Linked DNA regions of Rattus norvegicus: region 2 is linked to region 1. A link is a contact called in public Hi-C data. All regions are on one chromosome and are shown on one strand. The core of a region is the stretch at or near the end of the contact, and the rest is flanking DNA. Distances in the headings are between cores, read along the strand shown.

What was found. Hi-C and Micro-C count contacts between places; a contact is called where the count stands out from the background.
Region 2: a Hi-C map of kidney shows a contact between it and region 1, with 2.4 times the contacts expected there. The contact joins the promoter of Nudt19 here to the enhancer-like site in region 1. A contact is called at or near these places in 4 of 12 Hi-C or Micro-C datasets (the Rat2 cell line, kidney and liver).

What each region holds. Positions count from the first base shown.
Region 1 is chr1:97,218,237-97,223,093 of GRCr8, forward strand. It overlaps Cep89 (centrosomal protein 89), which reads left to right. Exons shown (of 19, transcript NM_001394861.1): 12 at 1,544-1,647; 13 at 4,407-4,522. Among named protein-coding and RNA genes, the nearest start is that of Cep89, 26 kb to the left of the region's middle. Within about 2 kb of position 2,990, at least 15 of the 93 cell types and tissues checked have an H3K27ac peak or open chromatin away from gene starts, as enhancers often do. A contact at or near this core is called in kidney and liver, where this site is marked.
Region 2 is chr1:97,360,860-97,366,365 of GRCr8, forward strand. Nudt19 (nudix hydrolase 19) reads right to left here and starts at 2,110. Exons shown (of 3, transcript NM_001004258.1): 1 at 1,408-2,110. The coding sequence starts at 2,058.

The DNA.
Region 1 (4,857 bases), core at 1,740-4,239:
TAGGTCTCTGTATTGGAAGGACCCAGGGAGAGAAGATTGGTCTTTAAGGGGTCCTGAGTGGGACCCGGTCCTTAAAAAGTCCCACAAGCCCATCTTCAGTCATGCATCCCATTACCTGCTCCGTCCCATGAAGATGTATTATTAGACATTGGATTTTTTTAAACATTTATTATTATGTATGCAGTGTTCTGCCTGCATGTATGCCTGCACACCTGAAGAATGCACTAGATCTCATTACAGATGGTTGTGAGCCACCATGTGGGTGCTGGAAATTGAACTCAGAACCTCTGGAAGAGCAGCCGGTGCTCTCAATCTCTGAGCCATCTCTCTAGTCATCTGGACTTTGGATTTTTAACAGCATAAATTATCTTGAATTCACTAATCAAAAATCAATAATAAAATTTCCTTTTGGGTGCTCTTTTAAAATCAGGAACATCCCACATTTCCTATAAGGACCTGTTGATAAACATTTCAGACTTTGCGGGCCAGGTAGTTTCTGTCCACAGATGCTCAGTCTGCTGTTGTAGGGTAAGCAGCCCTAGATGGCGTGCCAGTGATGGGTGGGACTGTGTTCCAGTAAAACTCAATAAAGACAAACCGCTATTCCAATGGCTTCAGCACGACAAGCCAGTTATAAACAGGCAAGCAAGCAAACAGCCATGTAGACTGCAGATGAATGTGTACTGCAGTGAGGAGAGGAGGGGAGATGCAGGCATGCTGCCCTAAGAGATAAACGTCTGGGGGGTAACTCCTGCCTAGCATGCACACAGCCCTCAGCTCATCCCAGCACTGTGATCAGTAAACAAGAGGCCATTTCAGTGCATTCCTGAAGAAGTGTGGACACCCAAAGTCTGCACAAGACACCAAGTGCCAGCTGGGACACCAGAAGGAGTCCCAGGTCAGGAGCCCATACCTGCCAAGCTGCATATCTCAGGGTGTCTGGCTGACCAGGCTGATGGAACTGAGCGGGTGTGTGGGGTGTGTGTGTGTGTGTGTGTGTGTGCTGTGCACAGATAAGGTTAGAAAACTCCTGCACTAATACCTTGACCCACTCACAGACCCACAGTGTCTAGGACCAAAGGACCTAAAATACTTTTTAACATAAAACTCCAATTTACTTAAGGAACAAGTTACAGGACAGTCAGGATCACACAGAGAAACCCTGTTTTGAAGGGGAAAAAAAAATAAAACAAACAACAACAAAACCCTTTCAATTTGCCCTCTAAGGTCTAAACAAAGAAAACTTTCCAGTCTCTGGTGCTTTGATTTATTTAACCTTCCTTTAAATTTTTCAAGTATTTGGCACTTCTAGTAAAGTGACATCATTAGTAGTTGACTACTTAAAATCCAAAGTTCTTTGTCCCAATGCACAGTGACACTGGAGTGACTTGGATGTTCTCTCAGGAAACAGCGCTCCTAAGGACGTGCGGGGAGAGGCTAGAGCAGCCTCTGTCCTCTGACCACTGAGCAGCACTTCACAGCTAACACTGTGGGTGTGGCTGGCACTGTGTGGGCGTGACAATCTCCATGCTTCTTATTTCAGGAGGAAATGAAAACCTTTAGACTGCGAGTCCAAGAAGTGGTGAGGGAAAATGAAGGCTTGCACCAAGAGTTAACTAAGAGAAGCCCCGTCACCATCGAGGAATGGCAAGTGGCGTTTGCTAATTTACAACATAATAGGATCAGACTTCATGACATTACCAGACAGCACTTTGTTTTTAAAAAATTACTACTTTGGGGTTGGGGATTTAGCTCAGTGGTAGAGCACTTGCCTAGGAAGCGCAAGGCCCTGGGTTCGGTCCCCAGCTCCGAAAAAAAGAACCAAAAAAAATTACTACTTTACCCAAGCTTTACACAGCTCAGTGAACCTCGCTGGGTGCCATGAGAGCAGGCATTCAGGACAGAAGCTTGGAGTGTCGCATTGAAATTTACATTTTCTGTATCCAACGTATTTCATGCAGTTATCCACCAACCACAACCGAAAACACCAGGACGGAATTAGAACAAGAAAAACCACTCCATGCATTCACATGTTAATTTTGGTGTGTCTTGATTTTACACAGTTTTGCAGGGTTTTCAAATAGTAAAGTGTACAGATTTTTTGTTTTATTTTTTTGTTTTGTTTTTTGTTTTTGTTTTTTCAAGACAGGATTTCTCTGTGTAGCCCTGGCTCTCCTAGACCACTCTCACTCTGTAGACCAGGCTGGCCTCGAACTCAGAGGTCCATCTGCCTCTGCCCCTGAGTGCTGGGGTTAAAGGCACCTGCCACCACCGCCCTGCAGTTTATAAAAATTTTAGAAAGGGAGAACCTCTAAGCCATGAGTAAGATACAACCTTAGTAGTTTTGAAGTACTGAGGAAGGAGCCCAGGGACTCGGTTGTGCTGGGCAACTGCTTTACCACTGAACCCCTAACCCCAGCTTTTGGAGACAAGTCTCAGTGTAGCTCTAAACTAACCATGAACCCTGAAGTCCTTCATCTTCCCACGTGCTTGGCCTGCAGGCCTGCTCCACTGCACCAAGCTTTAGATGGATATTTTGATGATGATTAATTGAGGGGGTGGGGGGCCCCAGGTGTGGTAGTGCAACCTTTAATCCCAGCACACAGGCAGAAGCAGGAAGACTTCTGTGGGTGGAGGCCAGCCTGGTCTACATAGGGAGTTCTGGGTCAGTGATCCCTGTCTCAAAAACAACCGAAAAGAATACAAAAATTTTAAAATATGGCTCTGGGCTCAGTGGTAGAGCACTTTGCTCCCAACCAAGGCCCTGAGTTCAGTCTGTAAGCATTGCAAACAAGAGGAAAAATAAATGAGTAAATAAATAAATAATTTCAAACTAGGTTCTCAAATGGGAGCTCATTTGCTTCCCGTTCGGTCTGAGGCAGTGTGAGGCAGTCACCACTAGATGGCTTGGGAGCAGGAAGGCTGGGCTGAGGCTGCTCAGTGAAGCCTCTCCTCTCCTGTGCTGTTTGCAGTGCTACCCTGTCTCTGCAGCCCGCCCAGCCTGCTCATAGTGAGCACAGCCTCTGCTCTCTGGGCCTGGCCACCCAGGCTCCCCGTGGCTCCACCCACCTTTGTCTCTTCTGACACCTGGTTTTCTGCCCTCTGCTGTACTGTGTTGGGGCAGTAAACATTTAATGGGGCAACAGCTAAGGTCTTTGAGCTCATTCCGTAGCAGTTTTCAATTTTGAAAGTTGAACTGATACAGGTTTTACAGTGCCCCAAATAAATAAGGGTTTTTTTCCTGGAGAAAGTGAGGCTGGGGTACGTTTATGTAGTTTTAAGACACTATTTCAAAGCCATTAATAAGTGGGGGTTTTTTTTCCTGGCTTATTCTTTTTTTTTTTTTTTCTTTTTCTTTTTTTCGGAGCTGAGGACCGAACCCAGGGCCTTGCGCTTGCTAGGCAAGTGCTCTACCACTCAACTAAATCCCCAACCCCTTCCTGGCTTATTCTTAATATTTAGTACTTTATTTTATTTACCCCCCTACCCCAAACCTGGATCCACTTCCTTTCTGTCTTTCAGAGATAACAGCAAAACACTATTATTATGATTTTTTAATAGCCTCACTGGTAGTCCAGACTGGCCAGCAGCCGAGTGCCTCCTGCCTCAGTTTCACACATGCCGAGGTTCTAGGCCAGCTGCACTGTACCTGGGGTTTTGTCGTTGTTGGTTTGTTTATTTACTTATTCATTCATTTACTTATTTATTTTAAAAATCTTTTAAAATGTGTGTGGCTATTTTGCTGCACACCATGTGAGTGCCTGATGTTCTTGGAGACCAGAAGAGCGCATCAGGTGCCCTGGAAATAGAGCTACAGAGGGCTGGGAGCTGCCATGTGGGTGCTAGGACTCAAACCCAGGTCCTCTAGCAGAGCCGTCAGTGCTCCTGACCATCGAGACACCTCTCTTGCCCTTTAGCTTCCTTGGAGATCCGAGTCTCACAATGTTGTTTAGACTTGACATCAAGTCCTGGACTCACTCAGCCTCAGGAATGCTGGGACTTGTAAGTGTGGCTTCCATAAGAAGCTGCTACTGATGAATGAAAGGTTTCAAAGTAAAAACGGGACCTTCCAGCATCCAAAAATGTCTTATGGATTACAGAGCAATTATTTGGGTGTAGGGATTGGGTACTTCAGTGTAGGAGCAAAACTGGCCATTTGACCCATCTCACCTGAGTATCATGCACAAGACCGTCCCCTCTGCCTTTGTGTGGATATCAATCATTACTGCATGCAGTAGCTGATGTGTCCATCACTCGGGCATCATTGCTGCTCTGTCCCCCGTCCACTGCACGTGCCAACATTTGCTGTGTCACTAGAACATGCCCAGGTGTCGGCTCATACTGTGGCATATTTCTGTGAGCTCTCAAACCCCAGGACAGGGTTTAATCTTTTGAATCAATTGCAGGAGGCAGCTTCAGACTCAAGCAGAGCTGGTTCTAGATGAGAACAAGCTCTTGATAGAGCAGTTGGAGATCCAGCAAACGAAAGCCAAGGACACCCAGCAGGCGCACCTCCGGGACGGTGAGTGGCCCCGATGTCCTAGAAAATGGGACGGGGCGGCATATTCCAGAGTTGTAAGTTGGCACAGCAACTCACAGTTGGTCTGCAGTCAGCCTGTGTGTCCTCAGATCCCTTATAGGGTCAGCTGAAGTGGCTTTAGGGTAGGATAGCTCCTGAGAGGTTAAAGAGGTTACAGAATGAAGCATTCGAAACAACCCAACGTCTTGCTTTCCCAGATCTTTATTGACTGCATAAGAAAGTAGAACTTTTCTGTTTCCCATTCCCTAGCCTCTCCCACCCCCGGCAAGCAAACACACACTTTTGCATTGAGTTGCAGCCAGCCCTAGTCACTGTTC
Region 2 (5,506 bases), core at 860-3,359, 140 kb after region 1:
TCGTGTCAAGCCAGGAGAGGAAGGGAGGAAGAGAGAGAGAGGGGGTGGGGGAGAGCAGAGGAGCGGAAGAGTGGAAGAGAGTCAGAGAGAGAGTGAGCTACTATTTACTTTTGATAGCTCATAAGAAATGTGCTAACTTAAAAAAACAATTGAGCTAGGTGTGGTGGCACATGCCTTTAATCATAGCACTTAGGAGACAGAGGCGACCAGAACTCTGAGTTCAAGGTCAGCAATAGTCTACAGAGTCAGTTCCAGGACAGCCAGGGCTACAGAGAGTAACCCTGTCTCTAAAAAATAAAACAAAACCAAACACAACAAAACAAAAAACAGCCATCGAGTTTACTTAATTGGAGTACTGAAAGAAAAAGGTTGAAACAAGTGAACAAGGAAGGCATCCAAGCCCTGTGGGAGGCCAAGCAGTTCAGCATATGCGTAACTACAGTTAAAAGAAAAAGGGAAGGGAGCAAGAGCTGTGGCTCAACTGAGATCTGGAGAGGAACTAACCTGCAGAAGACCTGAGTCCAGTCCCCAGTACCCATTCAAGGTGGCTCACAACCTTCCTTAACTCCAGCTCCAGGCGATTAGACACTTCTGGCATCAGTGGGCACCTGCACACATGCGCATCTACTCACACGTGGACACGAAATTTAGAATAAGTCATTTTGTTTATTTTACAAAAGGAAAACAAAGGACAGTTGAAAATATTCTGAATAAAGATGAACTTGAAGCAGTGGCACACTCAAGGCCTCGGGTTCTAGGCCTGAAGTGTAACTGCCTGGTGCAAGGGACACAAAAAAAGGGAGACAGAGATACAGACTGACACACACAGAGAAACAGACAGACAGACAGAGACAGAGAGACAGAAAGGGGTTAGAAAAGGGAGAAAGATGGGGAAGGAAAGGAGAGAGGGAGTGAAATTTGAGGGAGATGGGAACAGAGAAATAGGAAGAGTTGAAGAAGGAAGAAGAACGTTAATGGGACTGTAATCCTATAATGAGTTCTAGAAACCCGAATTAAAATGACTTAGGACATGGGGCTGGAGAGATGGCTCAGCGGTTAAGAGCACCCGACTGCTCTTCCAGAGGTCATGAGTTCAATTCCCAGCAACCACATGGTGGCTCACAACCATCTGTAAAGAGATCTGATGCCCTCTTCTGGTGTATCTGAAGACAGCTACAGTGTACTTATATATAATAAATGAATAAATAAAAAAAAATTAAAAAAAATGACTTAGGACATGAAGCGAATTGTGAAGTGTCCAAAACAGGTAGCTAGGAGCACTGCTGAGCCCCTGCTTAGACAACCGGGTGGGGTTTAAGAGTCCTTGAGCAAGGTCAAGCTTTTGGTCTGGGATAAGGCTCAGTTCATCCCCGGGGGGGGGGGGGGGGCGGGTCCCGCGACTCCTACCTTGTAGCCCACCACCTCAGCCAAGTCGGGCTCCACGCGCGGGGTCTCGCGCAGGCAGCACAGGAGGAAGGTGGTGTCGAAGCGGCGGCTGCTTCGCCCATACGGCGTGAGCCAGCCGCCCCAGTCATGCAGCGCCCAGATGTCCGGTGTGCAGTCCAGATGCGCACACAGCTGGAGGAAGCAGCGTGGGTCACTGCGCACGCGCGAGCGCCAGTCCGCCAGGCCGGCCGGAGGAGACAGAGCGATGCTGGGCTCTTGAGAAGCCCTTGCAGAGTCCCGCGGCCTCAACAGCAGCACCCCTGCCTCCTCGAAGGTCTCGCGGATAGCACAGATGCGTAGCGCTACGTCATCTGGCAGCGCCGCGCCGTCCGCGTCGCCGTGAAACAGCCCGGGAAAGGAGGGTTGCCGAGGCGGCTCAGGGCCTAGGCCGAAACGCGGTGGCGTGTGCCGAGGTGCGAACAGACTTACCCAGTCAGGCGAGCTGTCGGCCGCGTCCAGCACGCCACCGGGGAAGACGTGCGCGCCGGGCATAAAGCGCTGGTTTTGCGCTCGCTGGAGAAGCAGCAGCCGGAAGCCGGCGGGGCTCGCGTGACTCCAGCCCGCGGCCAGCATCACAGTGGCTGCCCGCCTCCAGCTGCTCGGGCCGCTCATGGCCAGCGGATTTCAGATCTCTCTTAAGAAGTGGTCGGATCTTAGAGTGGTGTCCGGAAGCCTAATAAATTTCGAGGGCCTGAGAAAGAGCGGCCTGGAAGATCCCGGAGGTTTGCTTATGGGAGGAGCGTGATTCCTGCGCCAGAGCACCTCCTCGAGTGCCCTGCTGTTCGTCAGGGTCATTCTCGCCCTGTCACAGCTGCTGCAATCATCAGCCAGCGACTGGGAGCAGGCGTGCCGGACAGGGCGGAATGGAAACCAGTCTCTAGTTGTGAACCTTTCCCACTAATCGCAAGTGACTAGGACTTTGTCCCCCACGCTGGTCTGTTGTCTGTAGGGCAGTGGAATATAGGAGGTTCCGAGGACAGATAGGTGTCTGAGCTTTGCACGCTCCCTTGAACCATGCTAATAAGAGACGAATGGGCGGATCAGATGCCAAGTTAGAAACTGCTGTGTAGTTTTGAATGTCTTTGGTGAGTCCCTGTCCCTCGAGGTAGTTTGTCTTAAGTTGTAGATGCTGTTATTGCCAGGGTACCTGAGGATCAGGGAAAAATTATCTTCGTGTGATTAGTTCTCTTTTTACGTGGGAGATGTTTAATCCTAGTCTAGCAATGTTTTCCCTCCTCTCCAACTTTTAAGTGGCCAGAGGACTTGCACTTACGAGAACACCATGACTATTTTCTTTTTTCTTTTTGGAAACTGCTTGTTTCTGTCTCCTTTTTTACAGCTCTTTCTCAGTCACCAACTCTTCCAAATCCCATCCTAATTGATCACGTATTTTTTTTTTTTTTTAGGTTTTTGGATGAGTTACGTTGTATTCTTGGGGATAGAGAGAGCATTTTGATTGTTTTGTTTTGAGAAAGTATCATTAATGTCCTCTTGGCTTTTTGGGAACTTGCTATGTAGACCAGGCTGGCCTTGAACTCACATTGAACTCACAGAGATCTTCCTGCCTCGGCCTCCCAAGCTCTAGGACTAGCGGTGTGTGCCAACATTTTTTAGTTGACTTTTGTTGTTGTTAACATTAACGTAAAGATACAGGTGTCTATGTACTGACTGCATTTTTTTTACACTGATTACTCATATTTGCAAGTGCCATTGAATGCATGTGTCTGCCAGAGGACAACTTGTTCTCTCCTCCCACAATGTAGGTCCTGAGAATCCAACTTGGGTCATCAGGTTTAGCTGCAAGTTCCGTTACCTGCCTCCCCACCCCCACCCCCCAGCCATCTCATCAACCCCCTGCATTTAAAAAAAAAAAAAAATCCTCTCTCCTCCAGGTAGTAACAGGGTGGCTCCGTGTCTGTAAAGGATGTACCGACAACTGTAGAGTTGGACTCAGTTGGGTGGGCCTGGCCCACAGGCCATAGAATGTACTAGGCCAGAAACAAGAGCTGCAGTGAAAAGAACGGCAGTAGAATGGGAAAAAGGGACTGGTTTAAAGTGCACTTCGGAAATAGACAACACAGCGTGATACTTAACTGACTATGCAGAGCCATGGATAGGAACGAGTTAAGTTCTGACCTGCGAGAAGGGTGACCTTCCTTCAAATCCTAGGAGTGATATATTACGTGAAAGTCACTTCAAGCTTCCTCCATGTACTTGTGTAATGTGTGCCAAAGCCAATAAGGTTAGAAAGTTCTAACTACAGATGACTAACCTGTTAGACGAGAGATTTAAGTGTTTTAAGGAAGGGCACATTCACTAAAATGGCTCTGTGGGTTTGTGGCTCTTCTTTGTTTGGTTTGATACCAGCTTATTTTTTTCCCAGATTCTGGTCTCGCCAGAGCAAATCAGCCAAACCCTGGAGTACAAAGCAAAGCAGCAGAAGTGGTGCTCATGCATTTATCTTTTAGTGCTAGGAGTCATACCCACAATGTCCCACCTCTACACTGCATTGCTACGAGCCTTACAGTGTAGGCCAAGATGGCCTCAAGCACCTGATTGTCCAGAATTAGCCTGTGGAGTCCTGGTGTGCACCTGCACAGTAAAAAAGAAGCTGGATTTTAAAATTATTTATTCTCATTCTCTCTCTTCCTCTCCCTCTCCCTCTCCGTGTGTGTGTGTGTGTGTGTGTGTGTGTGTGTGTGTGTGTGTGTTCATTTGAGTGTTTGAATTGCACAGAAGTGCCTGTCCCTTCGGAGGCTAAAAGAGGTATCTGACCCCCATGGTCCTGAAATTACACGCAATGATGAGCTGCCTGAAGTAGCCTCTAGGAACTGAACTCAGGTTTTCTGTAAAAGCAACAAGCACTCTTGACCATGAGCCATTGCCAACCAGAAACTGGATCTTACCAATATAAAACCGTCTCCCAAGCCATCTCCCCACCATGGCTGTTCTGCCCAGTAGGCTTTGTAGTGATGCAGTACCAGTTTTATGAAACCAGAGATGAAATCAGTACCCTGGACTGTAGCCAAGGATCCAAACAGAAGCAAGGAGTTGAACCTCAACATCAAGAGGTAGAAATACAGATCCAATCTTCTGAGCTCAGAGAACTAATCGCATATTAACTACTCCAGAGCTTGGTGACTTTAAACAATGAGCATTTGTTATACCTTCTGTGGATAAAGAATTTGGGAACATTTGTTTGAGTGGCATTGGCTCCGTATATCCCTGATGAGACGTAGGTCAGCATGTCATCTAAGGCCTGACTGGGCTCGATGGATCCCATTCCTTAATGAGTCACATGACTTTGAGGCCTCAATTTCTTTCTTTTTTGTTTTTACCACATGGGGCTTTCCATTTGGCTGCTTGGCTCTTGGAGATTTGTTGGCTCTGATGTCTCTAACCTAGCCTCAGAAGTTACACTCTGTTAGCGGGGTTGTTCTGATGCTTTGATTTAACTGGGAATCTGTTCACTGATGCTGAAGGTCCTTCCCCCCCAGTTTGTTTCTGATCTATCAGTAAAGATGCCAGTGGCCAATGCCTGGGCGGAAAGAAAGAGATGAGACTTCCACGTTCCCAAAGGCTAGGAGAGAGGAGAGGAAAATCGAGATACTTGTGGGAGAGAGACCAAACAGACTCAGAGCTACTCGGGGAGCTTTACCAAAATGTAGGCGGAAAGGGAACCCGGCCCATGGAAGGGCAGCCCGCAACTGGGCACCTGAGCTGAGGGCAGATTTAGAGATGTCGAGCAAAGAGTAAAGGTAAGGGCATGCTGGAGCCGTTGAGCCAGTGAGGCCGGTTAAAAATGAGCTAATGTGTGTGTCTTTTATCCTCAGATCCACGATAGCTCCTGAGTAGGTGCGCACCTTCCACTTGCCTGGAACTCAAAGCGTGAGCCCAAACTTCCCATGACTCCATTATCCCTGCTGTGTTCTGTTGTATGAGTCAGCTCCAGTTAATAACAGGGAATTAGAGGTATCTGGGCTCATCTTGGAGGCTGGCTACCACAGTGAATTGAAAACAATGAGGCTGCCTAGCTCTTTACCCTCAGCAGTGGGGGGGT